Regions from separate parts of the Mus musculus genome. Here all the other regions are linked to region 1. Evidence: chromatin contacts called from public HiChIP or PLAC-seq and promoter capture Hi-C data. All regions are on one chromosome and are shown on one strand. The core of a region is the stretch at or near the end of the contact, and the rest is flanking DNA. Distances in the headings are between cores, read along the strand shown. Region 1 holds the start of Sim2 (single-minded family bHLH transcription factor 2). Region 2 holds the start of Olig2 (oligodendrocyte transcription factor 2). Region 3 holds the start of Olig1 (oligodendrocyte transcription factor 1).

Region 1 (3,992 bases), core at 595-3,094:
TGGGGCGTGGGAGAAGCGTTAAACCCTATGTATCTGCAGAGTGCAGGGCTCATTCCTCGGAGGTCTGCGAAGCGGCGCCAGAGTGGGTCCGCCGTAGCAGGGTGGCTCCGCAGCCCTTACTTGCCCGGAGCGGCTAAAGGCACAGTGCCCCACCGAACTCCCGACAAGGGCTGCAGGTCTGGGCATTGGGTACCCGCACCACCGGCAAACGTGCTCCGTACACGTGCACCGTACTACTGCAGGACCCAGAAAATCCTGCAAGCGCAGAACCCAGCTCCAAACTCAAAGCAAACTCCAAACTTGAGCTCCAAACTCAAGCGCGAAGCGTGAGCACCTCCGTGCTCCCGCCTGGTGCGACTTCACGCCACCTGGCGCACCGGTTTTTTCCGTTTTGTTTTTTTTTTTTTTTTTTTTTTTTAATTAAGGCGCGAAGGGCCGGGGTTTGTGAACCGCCCGAAGCCCCACGACAGTCTACAACTCCTCGAAGGCCTTCGAACTTCGGGTTTTCAAATGGGGACCCAGAAAAGACAGAAGAATCTGCTTCACGCGAGTGGTTAGGAGGCCCAGCTCCCCCGGCGCGGGTGGGGAAGTCTGCAGGACCAGGAGCTGGTCGGCCTGCAAGCTTTTCTCGGGCTTGGAAGAGGACTGGAGGGAGAGGAATGGAGCAGTGGCCAGGATATGGAAATCCCGTGTCGGGCACTGGGTTTCCAAGGTCAGACTCTCTGCATCCTATAACTTTACAGCCACCAAGCGAGCCACGGGGTCCACGACGACAAAAAGAACTGCGCTGAGACCTCTCTGCGTCTCTGTCTGGGATCCAAGACGCCTGGGAAATGGCATCTGACCCGCGTCGGAAGATTTAGGCTCCAAAGAGGAGTGTGGATGGGTTCGGGCGACCGCGACCGCCTGAGCGCCCGAGGGGACTGTAGTGCCGGCATCTATCCGGGCCTCAGCAGCAGGGAAGACACAAGATTATTTAACCTAGTGTGGCGCAGTGGGAGAATGCTTGCACTCAGTGACTGAATCTCCCTTCGCCAGCTACCTCTGCTCCACTTCTGAGGGTCGCATCAGCGTTCCCGGTTACCAAGGCTCTATTATTGTCGACCTGAAGCTTTGGCCCAAAGTCGATTGCCCTGTTGCCGCTAGCGCCCCTTGGGTTCAGCGCTCCCGCGTGCCCTCTGGCCCACCCCGTGTTCTCTCTCTCTCTCTCTCTCTCTCTCTCTCTCTCTCTCTCTCTCTCTCTCTCTCCCTCTCTCTCTCTCTCTCTCCTGGAAGGCGTCGTGCACGCGTGCGTGTGGATGAGTGGAGGGGAAAGGAGTAATTTTTCCTCGGGCCACCCCTTTAGACTCGCGGATCGGCCACCCAAGGAAGGTGCAAGTGTGAGACCAGGATTGCCACCCCGTCGCCGGGCACTTAGCCAGCTGTTAGCGCCGCCTTTTCTGGGCCGCGCCCGCGGGTGACCTGCCCGGAGCCTCCGTGGAAACCAGCACTGCAGCCCTCCCTCCTTCCTTCTTTACCGCGTCGGCCGCTCATCCTCGATCCCAGGCCCTGACACTCAACCTCGGAGCGGGTAGGCGCGACGCTTCTCGTGCACTCACCACGGCTTACCTTACCCCGGGAGCGCGCCGGTCTCTCGTGGGGACAGTCCCTGGAGGTGGCGACGCGGAGGCGCGCCGGCGACTCACGGGCCGCGGCGGGGGTCGGAGGCGAGGCTCACCGCCCCCGCCACGGCCCCTCCCCTCCCCCCTCCCGCGGTCCCGCGCAGCCCAGTCTCCGCCCGAAGGCGGGTCTGCCATAAACAAACGCAGCTCGGTCACACGTGGACCGCGGAGCAACTGCGCCCCGCCACCGATCGCGGGCTCCGGACGACCGGACTAAGGAAGCCGGAACCGCCGGGGAGGGCAGGAAAGCGCACCGAGCTCAGGCTTGGCACTGGCCACTGCCACCTCGCTCCGCTCCCGCCCCATGGCTCCGCGGCGGCCGCCGCCGCTGCCGCCCTTGCCTTCCGAGGGCCCTCGCGGCAGCGGGTACAAGCCCTCCTTTAAGGACTAAACAGGGTCGGCGCCTGCTCGCCCGCCAACCACAGCCCCAGGAAGGTCGAGGCGGGAGATACTGGAGACCAGAAGGAAGAGCGAGCTGGGATCAGGTCCACACGGGACGGTCCAGCCTCCAGCCTCAGACAGAGAGGGGGGCTGCGCAGCTGGTTTGCGACGGACTCAGGGCTGGCGCCTTGCAGAAGACGTTGGGTGCTCCAGGCCGGTCTCCCGCACCTGCCCGAGCCCGGCACCCCGACTCACCTGACCCCTGGCGTCCCTGTCCCCATTCCGGCTGCCGCAGCCCAAGCGGGACTCCGCGGGCCTGGAGCGCAGCGAGGTCTAATATGCCCAGAGCCGAGGCGCGATGAAGGAGAAGTCCAAAAATGCGGCCAAAACCAGGAGGGAGAAGGAAAATGGCGAGTTTTACGAGCTGGCCAAGCTGCTCCCGCTGCCTTCGGCCATCACCTCGCAGCTGGACAAAGCGTCCATCATCCGACTCACCACCAGCTACCTGAAGATGCGCGCGGTCTTCCCGGAAGGTGAGGCTGCAGGTGGGCGTCCGAGGCGCGGGGGAGCTGAGCGGCCGGCTGCAGAAAGGAGGCTTCCGTGCGCGGAGAAGCCCGCGCGGCCTCCTGGCTACCGTGGCCGCGTCTGGGGAGGCCGCGCCGGGGCTTCGGCCCAGGCCTAAGCTAAGGCTGAGGGACAATCCAATCACGTATAAGCTCTGGGCAGAGTCGGGAAAACCAAGCGTTATTCCTGGGTTAGTGTTTGCCAAGCTGACACAGGCAGGCTAGTTCGTTCCGGTTGTTCTTTCCCCCTTTCCTTTCTTTCCTGGCCCTCTCCTCCTCTCCTTTCACTGGCTTCTCTTTCTTTCCTTCCTTCCATACCAGTCCATGCTGGTCTTCTCTCTCTCTCTCTCTCTCTCTCTCTCTCTCTCTCTCTCTCTCTCTCTCTCCCTCTTTCTCTTTCTTTCTCTCTCTCTATCTCTCCTTCTTCTTCTTCTTCTTCTTCTTCTTCTTCTTCTTCTTCTTCTTCTCCTTCTCCTTCTCCTTCTCCTTCTCCTTCTCCTTCTCCTTCTTCTTCTTCTTCTTCTTCTTTCTTCTCCTCCTCCTCCTGCTCTCTCTCCATTATAATTTTTTCCCTTCTCCTTACTTCTCTCTCGCCTCTGCTTTTGCTCCCCCCTCCTCCATTTCTCTCTTTTTCTGCTGGTGGACAAGGACTCGCTGCTCTATCCTCTCTGAGCTGCTGAATGCACAGGAAGGCCCGCGCACCGCAGGCCAACGCTGAGGCTCCGAGAGTTTGTGAGCAGATTCGAGTGAGAGACTCCTATATCGTTTTCCCCAACTTGCCTCCCTTTGCTCTGGGAAACGATGATACGGGCAGGAGGACAAGAAACTGGATAAGCTCGGACGCTGCCGTTAAGAGAAAAGGGATCATTTCAAAAGTGGCGGGTGGGCCTGAGTGTAACATCTCAGGATTTGAAAGCGCTACAGCGGGCAATTGTCACCGGGCCGCAGCTCTCCTGTGGACGCTGGTTTGTAGGAAATAGCGGCCTGCTGGATGGACACTCTCCAGCGGGTGACGGGCGGCTGGGTCAGGCACCGCAGTGAATCAGGTCTGGGGTCTGTGGCTGGGGCTGAGGGATTCTGACATTGTCAGAAAGCACCGGGCTCCGAGGCCTGTTGCCTCCAGCACCTCCAGGCTTTAGGGCTGGTAGTGCAGAGCAGGCCTCTCGGAAAGCCAGCGCCGCGGAAGGAAGACAGAGATTTGGAGAGTCGTTGCTCTGGTGGCGACAGGTGTCCCTGGGCCACAGGGCTTCTCCACCAGTGCTGTTGCGCGGGGTCAGTAAGCCCCCTCTGCGGCTGCCTCCCACGGCCTGTGTTTACTTTGTCTGAGTCTTAGCTGAATTTTCCTCCACCACAGTGGTGAAGCTCGGCTGTCTGGTCCGCGGGTGCC
Region 2 (3,992 bases), core at 541-3,040, 2.9 Mb before region 1:
AACCGTTGGGCGACATTATCACCACGCTTCAATTCTTCATGTTTTAAATACATATTTAACGGATGGCTGCAGAGCCAGCTGGGAAACACGCGGGTCGGAAAACAATGCTTCAGAAGGCACGAGATGAGGGGCAAACGCGCCAGCCCACTGACACTCGAGGGTGGACCCCAGGGGGGGGGGCGGGGGAGAACTTAGCACGAAATGAGGAGCAATCGCCTGAGTTTTCATGCCTGTTCTGACTTTGCTACAAGAAGACCAATTACTGTTTGTCTGCTTGCTTGTTAAAACTACATATGCGAATTCAAATACCAAGCAATGAGAAGTAACGAGAAAAGACCGTTAAAACTCCGTGAGAAGGAATTGGCGCTTATGTTTGGGGGGTGGAGGAGAGGTAGCACCCGAGATCTGTAAAAAATAAATATCCCAACAAACAAACAAAACGCATTTGAGCTGGAAATGTCCGGATGTGAGAAACAGTTGGGGGTGGGGATACAACCTACTGCCCCCATGCTTGGGCACTGCCAATTGCTCGCATCCATCCACGGTAGGCAGGGTCACCTGTATGGGCCTGGCCGTATTTTCTCCTGGAGGCTTGCTGAAATCAATTCCTAGGTTTTCACTTCCATAAAATGGGTGAGTGTATAGTTATCTCTAGACTTCCCCAGGCAATTCACCCAGATCCAGTTTCTCAGCTTTGTATGTGTGTGTGTGTGTGTGTGTGTGTGTGTGTGTGTGTGAGAGAGAGAGAGAGAGAGAGAGAGAGAGAGAGAGAGAGAGAGAGGCTGCTACCTATAAAAGACGTCCCAAGGCAGCTAGGAGTGTGTTTCAAGTATCAACTCCCATCCACAGCGGAGAGCCTCCGATAATTCTTTGCAAATAATGTTGCCTCTACTCCAAGGCTTGGGCACCAAGATGTTGGAAGTTCAGTGGCTGGGTTTCCCTGAAAATGAATGAGGTGGAAGTCGTTAACCATCGATGCGTTGGCGCTTTGACTGTATTGAAAATAGCTCTCCGGAGCTTCTACACAATCTAAACTTTATAATGAATTGCGATTTCTTCCCAGAGTGCTAAGAACCTTTCTCTGCTTCCTTGCCCGCCCCGTGCTCTCCAAGGCCATGCCCCCACCTGGGGGCGCTACCGCCTGTCCCCAAAGCTGCAGCAACTGCCACTAAGTAGAAAGGAGCTAAGGGAGTGGGGGCCTTCTGCGCCGCTAGTGTTTTCTTATGCAACCACAAATGGTCACAGTTTGATGAAAATCACTCGATAGGTCGGCAGCGGGAAACAGGAGGAGGCGGGAGGGCTAGCAAAAACTCCAGGTGTGGCAAGCAACCTCGGTGTTCATTCTCAGCCATAGAACTGGTTGGCCATCGGACGAGTTTGCAGATTCCCCGTCTCACTCCGTACCCTGGCCTGACGCTACAGTGACAATATTTATATTGAAAGTTGCAGGCGTTCCCTCTCTGCCAGGGTCCCCAGACTTCTTTAGCAGCCCCGCTAGCCCACCCGCTTCTTCAGCTCGCCCTTTCCTCTCCCTGCCCAGGTCCCTCCTCCCATCCCTCCTCGCGAATCTCTCTACCGCGGGCGCCCATTGGCTGTGTGCTGAGAGGAGGCGTGTGCCGGGCCCGGCGGGTTTCATTGAGCGGAATTAGCCGGGTGACATCAGCTTCGCAGCCCCTCGGGCCGGCCCAGCTCATTGGCGCCTCTGCCCCTCCAGGAAAAGCACATTGTTCCCGCCCCCCGCCCGGACCACCGCCACCGCCGTCGCTGCTGCCTCCACCCAGCTATAAAAACCAGCGGAACCCCGAAAGGTGTGGATGCTTATTACAGACCGAGCCAACACCAGCGCCCAGAGCCAGGTTCTCCTCCGCAGCGAGCACCTCAAATCTAATTCACAGTAAGTGTCCCCGCCCCTTAACTGCTCCAGCCTAAACCCCGAAGACCGACTTCTCCAAAGTGGCTAGGATTTAGGATGCACCCTACAGTGCTGGCCTACTGGCCGAGATCCCGCCCCAATAGGTACTAATGACTGCCTGGGTGTCTACACTCACCGCAGCATCCCAGGCTCCAATAACTCCTGTTGCGAGTCCGCAAGCTAGCCGCGCGGTCGTAGAACCAGCGCTTAGAAAGTGAATCCAATGCGGGCTGCCAGTGCGTGTGTTCACGCTTGCCGGCGTTTGCTGCGTGTGTAGATGGCGTTAAAGGCAGATGCGTCTGAGCACCAGATAGAAAATACTTCTCTATTCAGATCTCCGGTCCAGAGAAAAGTCCTCATTTATTCCAGGCCGGACTGAAGAAATAAAACCTCTAGAATGTCCCTCATTGAGGGCCACCCAGAAGTCCCTGAAATAAAGTAACCGGTGGATGAGTGGGGAGGAGAGAGATTAGGATAACTTGCATGCCCCGGGCTGCTAGAAGGCCAGACTGCCGCGGCGTAGATGCCAACCACCTTTGCGGGTTCCTGGAGCTGCCGTGCAGGCGGGGACGGCGATTGTCTCACTTCTTTCTCCACACCCTGTGTGTCTGTCTGTCTGTCTCTGTGTATGTGTGTGTCTGTGTCTGTGTATCTGTCTGGTTCTCTCCTCAAGTTCGGAAGGTTGAAAAAAGAAGGATCATTCGAGAGCTTAGATCATCCCTGGGGCCATGGACTCGGACGCCAGCCTGGTGTCTAGTCGCCCATCGTCCCCAGAACCCGATGATCTTTTTCTGCCCGCCCGGAGCAAGGGGGGAAGCAGCAGCGGCTTCACAGGAGGGACTGTGTCCTCGTCCACGCCGAGCGACTGCCCGCCAGAGCTGAGCTCCGAGCTACGAGGGGCCATGGGCGCGTCAGGCGCGCATCCCGGGGACAAACTGGGCGGCGGTGGCTTCAAGTCATCTTCCTCCAGCACCTCCTCGTCCACGTCCTCGGCGGCCACGTCTTCCACCAAGAAAGACAAGAAGCAGATGACTGAGCCCGAGCTGCAGCAGCTGCGCCTGAAGATCAACAGCCGCGAACGCAAGCGCATGCACGACCTCAACATCGCCATGGACGGCCTGCGGGAGGTCATGCCTTACGCGCACGGGCCGTCGGTGCGCAAGCTCTCCAAGATCGCCACGCTGCTGCTGGCGCGAAACTACATCCTCATGCTCACCAACTCGCTGGAGGAGATGAAGCGACTGGTGAGCGAGATCTACGGGGGTCACCACGCCGGCTTCCACCCATCGGCCTGTGGCGGGCTGGCACACTCGGCGCCTCTACCCACCGCCACGGCGCACCCCGCGGCCGCCGCGCACGCCGCGCACCACCCGGCCGTGCACCACCCCATCCTCCCTCCCGCAGCCGCCGCCGCCGCCGCAGCCGCCGCCGCCGCAGCGGTGTCCAGCGCCTCTCTACCGGGCTCCGGGCTGTCCTCGGTCGGATCCATCCGGCCTCCGCACGGCCTGCTCAAGTCACCGTCGGCAGCCGCAGCCGCCCCTCTCGGAGGCGGGGGTGGAGGCAGCGGTGGCAGCGGTGGCTTCCAGCACTGGGGCGGCATGCCGTGCCCCTGCAGCATGTGCCAGGTGCCGCCGCCGCACCACCACGTGTCGGCTATGGGCGCCGGCACCTTGCCGCGCCTCACCTCCGACGCCAAGTGAGCCGGCCAGCGGGGGTGCGTCCTGGAGAGCCAAGGGCTGCGGAGCAGCGCGGACAGGCCAGCGCTGGGGCTCCGGGGCTCTGTTGCAAGAAGGGGAGCTGGACCACGGGCTGGGCCTAGGGGATTATGGGGAGTCGAATATATGGGAACCGAAGCAATGGGAGCATTTGAAGCGATGGAGAGATGCGTTCGTTCCAGAACCTGGTTGACTCTTTGGCTGAACACTCCAAGGGTCTGGGAGGCGCCATTGTACAAAACGGCCACAACGCGCGGGTACTTTCATCCCTGGAACTTCCTGCCTGCACCCCCAGGAAGTCTAAAAACTAACTTTCCGGTGTACAAAGATTGACTCCCTGTCTGGGCTTAGACGAGACGCAGAGC
Region 3 (3,992 bases), core at 734-3,233, 2.8 Mb before region 1:
CATAACGGCCTGATGCCACTTATTGGTCAGTGGGTTTTTAGATACCGTACAACTCTTCCTGAGGGACAGTTCAGGACTCTGACAAGCTGCAGGTGTATGCCCCACTTGTGTGCAGGGATGCCAGCTTCCACAAGGAATCCCATTGTGCTCGAGAAATATTTGGTACCCCCCTCAACAGGTAGGAATGTCGGGTGTTATGTTCTTTCTGATCAGAGGCCAGAGTGGGGTTTGCTTAAGGAAGAGTCAAGTCACTGATAAAAACAGCTCACATCCCTTTGGGGAAGGATGAGATGTTTTGTAACCCCAAAGACTCCTTCATCCTTGTAGACCTGTGGATCAGAGAGCTGGGGTGAAAGTAACGGAAAGTAACCATCCTACGCCCTGGTCAGGTAGACACACACATAGGAGCATTGTCCTAATAGCCCTGAGGTTGAAGCCACCCTCTGTGAGCTCAGATAAAGGCGGTGGTTACAGGAAATGTAAGACGTCCCTGGGAAGTGTAGTGAGCTATTTGGCTTTTTCAGCAGGAAGAATTCAGGCTGGGACTGCGTGGCTCTGTGGGTAGGGTGCTTGCCCTGTGTGCACAAAACCCTGGCTTCAGATCCACACCAGTGCATAAACTGGGCACGGTGAGTGAGTGCTTGTATTCCCAGGATCCGGGAGGCAGAGACAAGGAGGATCTTAAGTTTAAAGTTATCTTTTAATAAACACGGAGTGGGGCCCGACCTTGGATACAGGAGGAGAAGAATCGAGATGCGCGCTATATCTGACATGGATGAAGCCTGAACACATGCTAAGTCACCAAAATGAACAATGAGCCACTAAAAGACAAATACGACTGTGTATATGGGAGACAAATACGACTGACTGCCTATATGGGATTCCCAGAGAAAACAAAGTCACGCAGACACACCCCACCCGGGGTGATATTTACCAAGGTGGAGAAGTGGTTGTTTGTCAACTGGATATACCTGAAAAGAGGGAACCTCAAATGAGAACACTGACGTCACCAGATCAGCCTGGTGGACTCCTCGCTGATGCATTTTCTTTATTAATAATTGATGTGGGAGGGCCCAGCGCACTGCGAGCTGGCACCATTCCCAGCAGGTGGGCCTGTGCTCTATAAGAAAGGTAACCCGATCCTGCGATCCTGCGCCTGCAGAAGGAAGCAGGTTAGAGCTCCCCTCAGTTGGCTACTCTTGGTTCTTGCCTCTGTGCCTGCTAACTTCCTGAGTTCCTGAGCTAACTTTCCACAGTGAGGAGCTGTGATTGGCAGGTGTCAGCCAAGGGAACTCCCCCCCCTCAGTTTCTTTTGGTTCCAGTGCTTATCACAGCAGTGAGAACTAAGACAAGCAGAGGGGGTTTTCTCTTTAATGCTTACCAAGAGTTAGAGTTGCTGTTTTGATGGTTTAAGGGTTTAAGTTTTGCAAAAAGCAAACAAGTCCTGGCCATCTGTTGCAAAATCGTGTCAACAGTCAGGCGTTTTAACGACTGAACTGCGCACTCTGGGATGGTTACGTTTCATGTTATGAATATTAGACTGCATTTTTATAACAGCCAACCTCTCACTTTGGAGCCCAGATTGGCCTCCTCTCCTTCCTGCTTCAGTAGTTCCCAGCGATGGGATTACTGGCTGATCACATTTTACAAGGACAAATGTAACTATAAAAAGGGATGGCAATAGAGCTCGAGAGATAAAGGGAGGCAAAAGCCATTTTAGCCTGACCAGCTGAACTAGAATTCGGAAGGAACAATGTTTTGCCCTAAAGCTCCCTCCCTTGCCCTCCCAGGGCGGGCGCTGTGGCACCCGCGCAGGCGCCCCACGATAACCCTCTCTGGCAACTCTGGCTGTACCTCTGCTCAGGCGACCAATGAACACTCGCCTGTGGCCAAGCTCACGCCTCCATTGGCTGCACCCCGCCAACCGCGGTCCTCGCAGGTTCCCAAGCCGGGTTTAAAGGTGTCAGGCGCGCACGGCCCCTCACTGTCATCCGCCGGCACGCAGGTCCGCGGGGAGGGCGATCTGCCGACCGGCCCACCCCTGGGCGTTAGTGAAGGGCGCCCCGGGTCGCCCCACAGCCCCCGCCCCAGATGTACTATGCGATTTCCCAGGCGCGTGTGAACGCGGCTCCCGCGACCATGTTGCGGCCACAGCGGCCTGGAGACGTGCAGCTCGGGGCCTCGCTGTATGAGCTGGTGGGTTACAGGCAGCCACCTATCTCCTCATCCTCATCCTCATCCTCTTCCACCGCATCCCTTCTCCCCAAGCCTGCGCGCGAGAAGGCCGAAGCTCCGCTCGCTGAACCTCGGGGACCTGCGCCAGAGTCCGGGGGCGCCCGGGCCGACGCCAAAGAGGAACAGCAGCAGCAGCAGCTGCGGCGCAAGATCAACAGCCGCGAGCGGAAGCGCATGCAGGACCTGAACTTGGCCATGGACGCGCTGCGCGAAGTTATCCTACCCTACTCGGCAGCGCACTGCCAGGGCGCGCCGGGCCGCAAGCTCTCCAAGATTGCCACGCTGCTGCTCGCCCGCAACTACATCCTGCTGCTGGGTAGCTCGCTGCAGGAGCTGCGCCGCGCGCTCGGCGACGGTGCGGGACCCGCCGCCCCGCGCCTGCTCCTCGCTGGCCTGCCTCTTCTGGCTGCCGCGCCGGGCTCTGTGCTGCTGGCACCCGGTGCCGTGGGACCCCCCGAAACGCTGCGCCCCACCAAGTACCTGTCTCTAGCGCTCGACGAGCCACCGTGCGGCCAGTTCTCTCTCCCAGCTGGTGGCGCGGGTAGCCCTGGCCTCTGCTCCTGTGCGGTGTGCAAGTTCCCGCATCTGGTCCCCGCCGGCCTGGGCTTGGCAGCGGTGCAGGCCCAGTTCTCCAAGTGAGGGCTGGCTGGGCCCGGGGCGGAGCGCGACCTCAGCCAATCTTCCCGCGCCCCCGCGTCCTGGATCTAGGCAGAGCTGGCCCCAGAAAGGAGGACATTTCCAGACTTCTCTCCCAGACGACAGACTGTAGGGCGCCTTCTTCCCCGCCCCCACTCCCTGGCAATTAAAATAACCCAAGCGGGTGTTCCAAGGAGCGATGTAGTTGCTTGGGATTCTAGATGAATCCCACCTGTTTAGAGCCAGAAGTCTTCGCATCCCCACCACAACTCACCCACTGGCAGGGGTGACAACCCCCACCACCGCGGGCTATTCTCGTATCCGTGAGCATCGCGGAGTCGGGGAGGACGGTAGCCGGCCGGTGCGGTATAAGGGGGTTGCCCTGGGTGCAGCGAAAGGCTGCCCCCAGCTTGGTTTCCTGGCATGCTTCCGCTCCCTGGCCTAAGAGCTGCTCCCCAACAGTGTCTACCCAGAGGGGCGTCCTTTCCTTGTCCAGGGCCTGAGCGCACAGGCTCCCTTGCTCTCTCCAGCCAAACCATGCGGATCTAGGAGGTCTAGAAAGCCCAGGCCACCGGTACAAACATCAAGGGTGTTACGGATGGGCCGCTCTGGAAAGCCCAGGGTTTCCGAGCTGGATGTTACGCGGGTGCGCTCGGTTACCGCGCTCGGTGGTTGGGGATGCGAAGTGGAGAGGTTCCTCTCCACTCCCAGTTCTGTTTTTCAGGCTCGCCCAGGTGTTTTGTTGCAGTTTATGCTCCTTAAAACCTAAAACCCTTACTTAGTCTCCACTTCCCTAAAGGTAGCTTAACCAACGTTTGAGCTTGCTTGAAAACAAAATTCCAACCACGTTCCATGCCATCGGTGTTCGGACTTACTAAAATAGGTAGCAAGGCACGTCGTAGCGCAGGCTTATAAAATTCGGTCATTAACGTTCTCATTAAAGTAAGCGGAGTTGGGCGAGGATCCCAAACCGCCTACCCGCCGCGCTGCAGGCGGGAAGGCGCTGGCACTTCACAGGCTGGTCCTTAACCACAGCAGTGCGGCTGAAGAACTCCGTGGACGCGTGCGCGCGTGGGTGCCGCGTCTTGGCTTGTGACTAGCGTTAGGAAATTACCCAAGAT

What was found. Promoter capture Hi-C pulls out the DNA fragments that hold promoters and counts their contacts. HiChIP or PLAC-seq counts read pairs in DNA pulled down with a chosen protein or histone mark.
Region 2: a contact with region 1 is called in an H3K4me3 HiChIP or PLAC-seq map of embryonic stem cells, with 26 times the contacts expected there. The contact joins the promoter of Olig2 here to the promoter of Sim2 in region 1. A contact is called at or near these places in 7 of 39 promoter capture datasets (cranial neural crest, embryonic stem cells, frontonasal cranial neural crest and 3 more), 20 of 484 Hi-C or Micro-C datasets (B cells, cerebellum, cerebral cortex and 6 more), 8 of 115 datasets of contacts at active chromatin or transcription factors (embryonic forebrain, embryonic hindbrain, embryonic midbrain and 2 more) and 1 of 9 other capture datasets (liver).
Region 3: a promoter capture Hi-C map of embryonic stem cells shows a contact between it and region 1, with 7 read pairs. The contact joins the promoter of Olig1 here to the promoter of Sim2 in region 1. A contact is called at or near these places in 6 of 39 promoter capture datasets (cranial neural crest, embryonic stem cells, hippocampal neurons and 2 more) and 1 of 115 datasets of contacts at active chromatin or transcription factors (embryonic stem cells).

What each region holds. Positions count from the first base shown.
Region 1 is chr16:94,083,416-94,087,407 of GRCm38.p6, forward strand. It overlaps Sim2 (single-minded family bHLH transcription factor 2), which reads left to right and starts at 1,845. Exons shown (of 11, transcript NM_011377.2): 1 at 1,845-2,575. The coding sequence starts at 2,401. It overlaps Gm31175 (a long non-coding RNA gene), which reads right to left and starts at 1,729. Exons shown (of 6, transcript XR_876272.2): 1 at 1,609-1,729.
Region 2 is chr16:91,223,760-91,227,751 of GRCm38.p6, forward strand. Olig2 (oligodendrocyte transcription factor 2) reads left to right here and starts at 1,791. Exons shown (of 2, transcript NM_016967.2): 1 at 1,791-1,894; 2 at 2,586-3,992. The coding sequence starts at 2,641. The coding sequence ends at 3,612.
Region 3 is chr16:91,267,786-91,271,777 of GRCm38.p6, forward strand. It overlaps Olig1 (oligodendrocyte transcription factor 1), which reads left to right and starts at 1,984. Exons shown (of 1, transcript NM_016968.4): 1 at 1,984-3,992. The coding sequence starts at 2,092. The coding sequence ends at 2,874.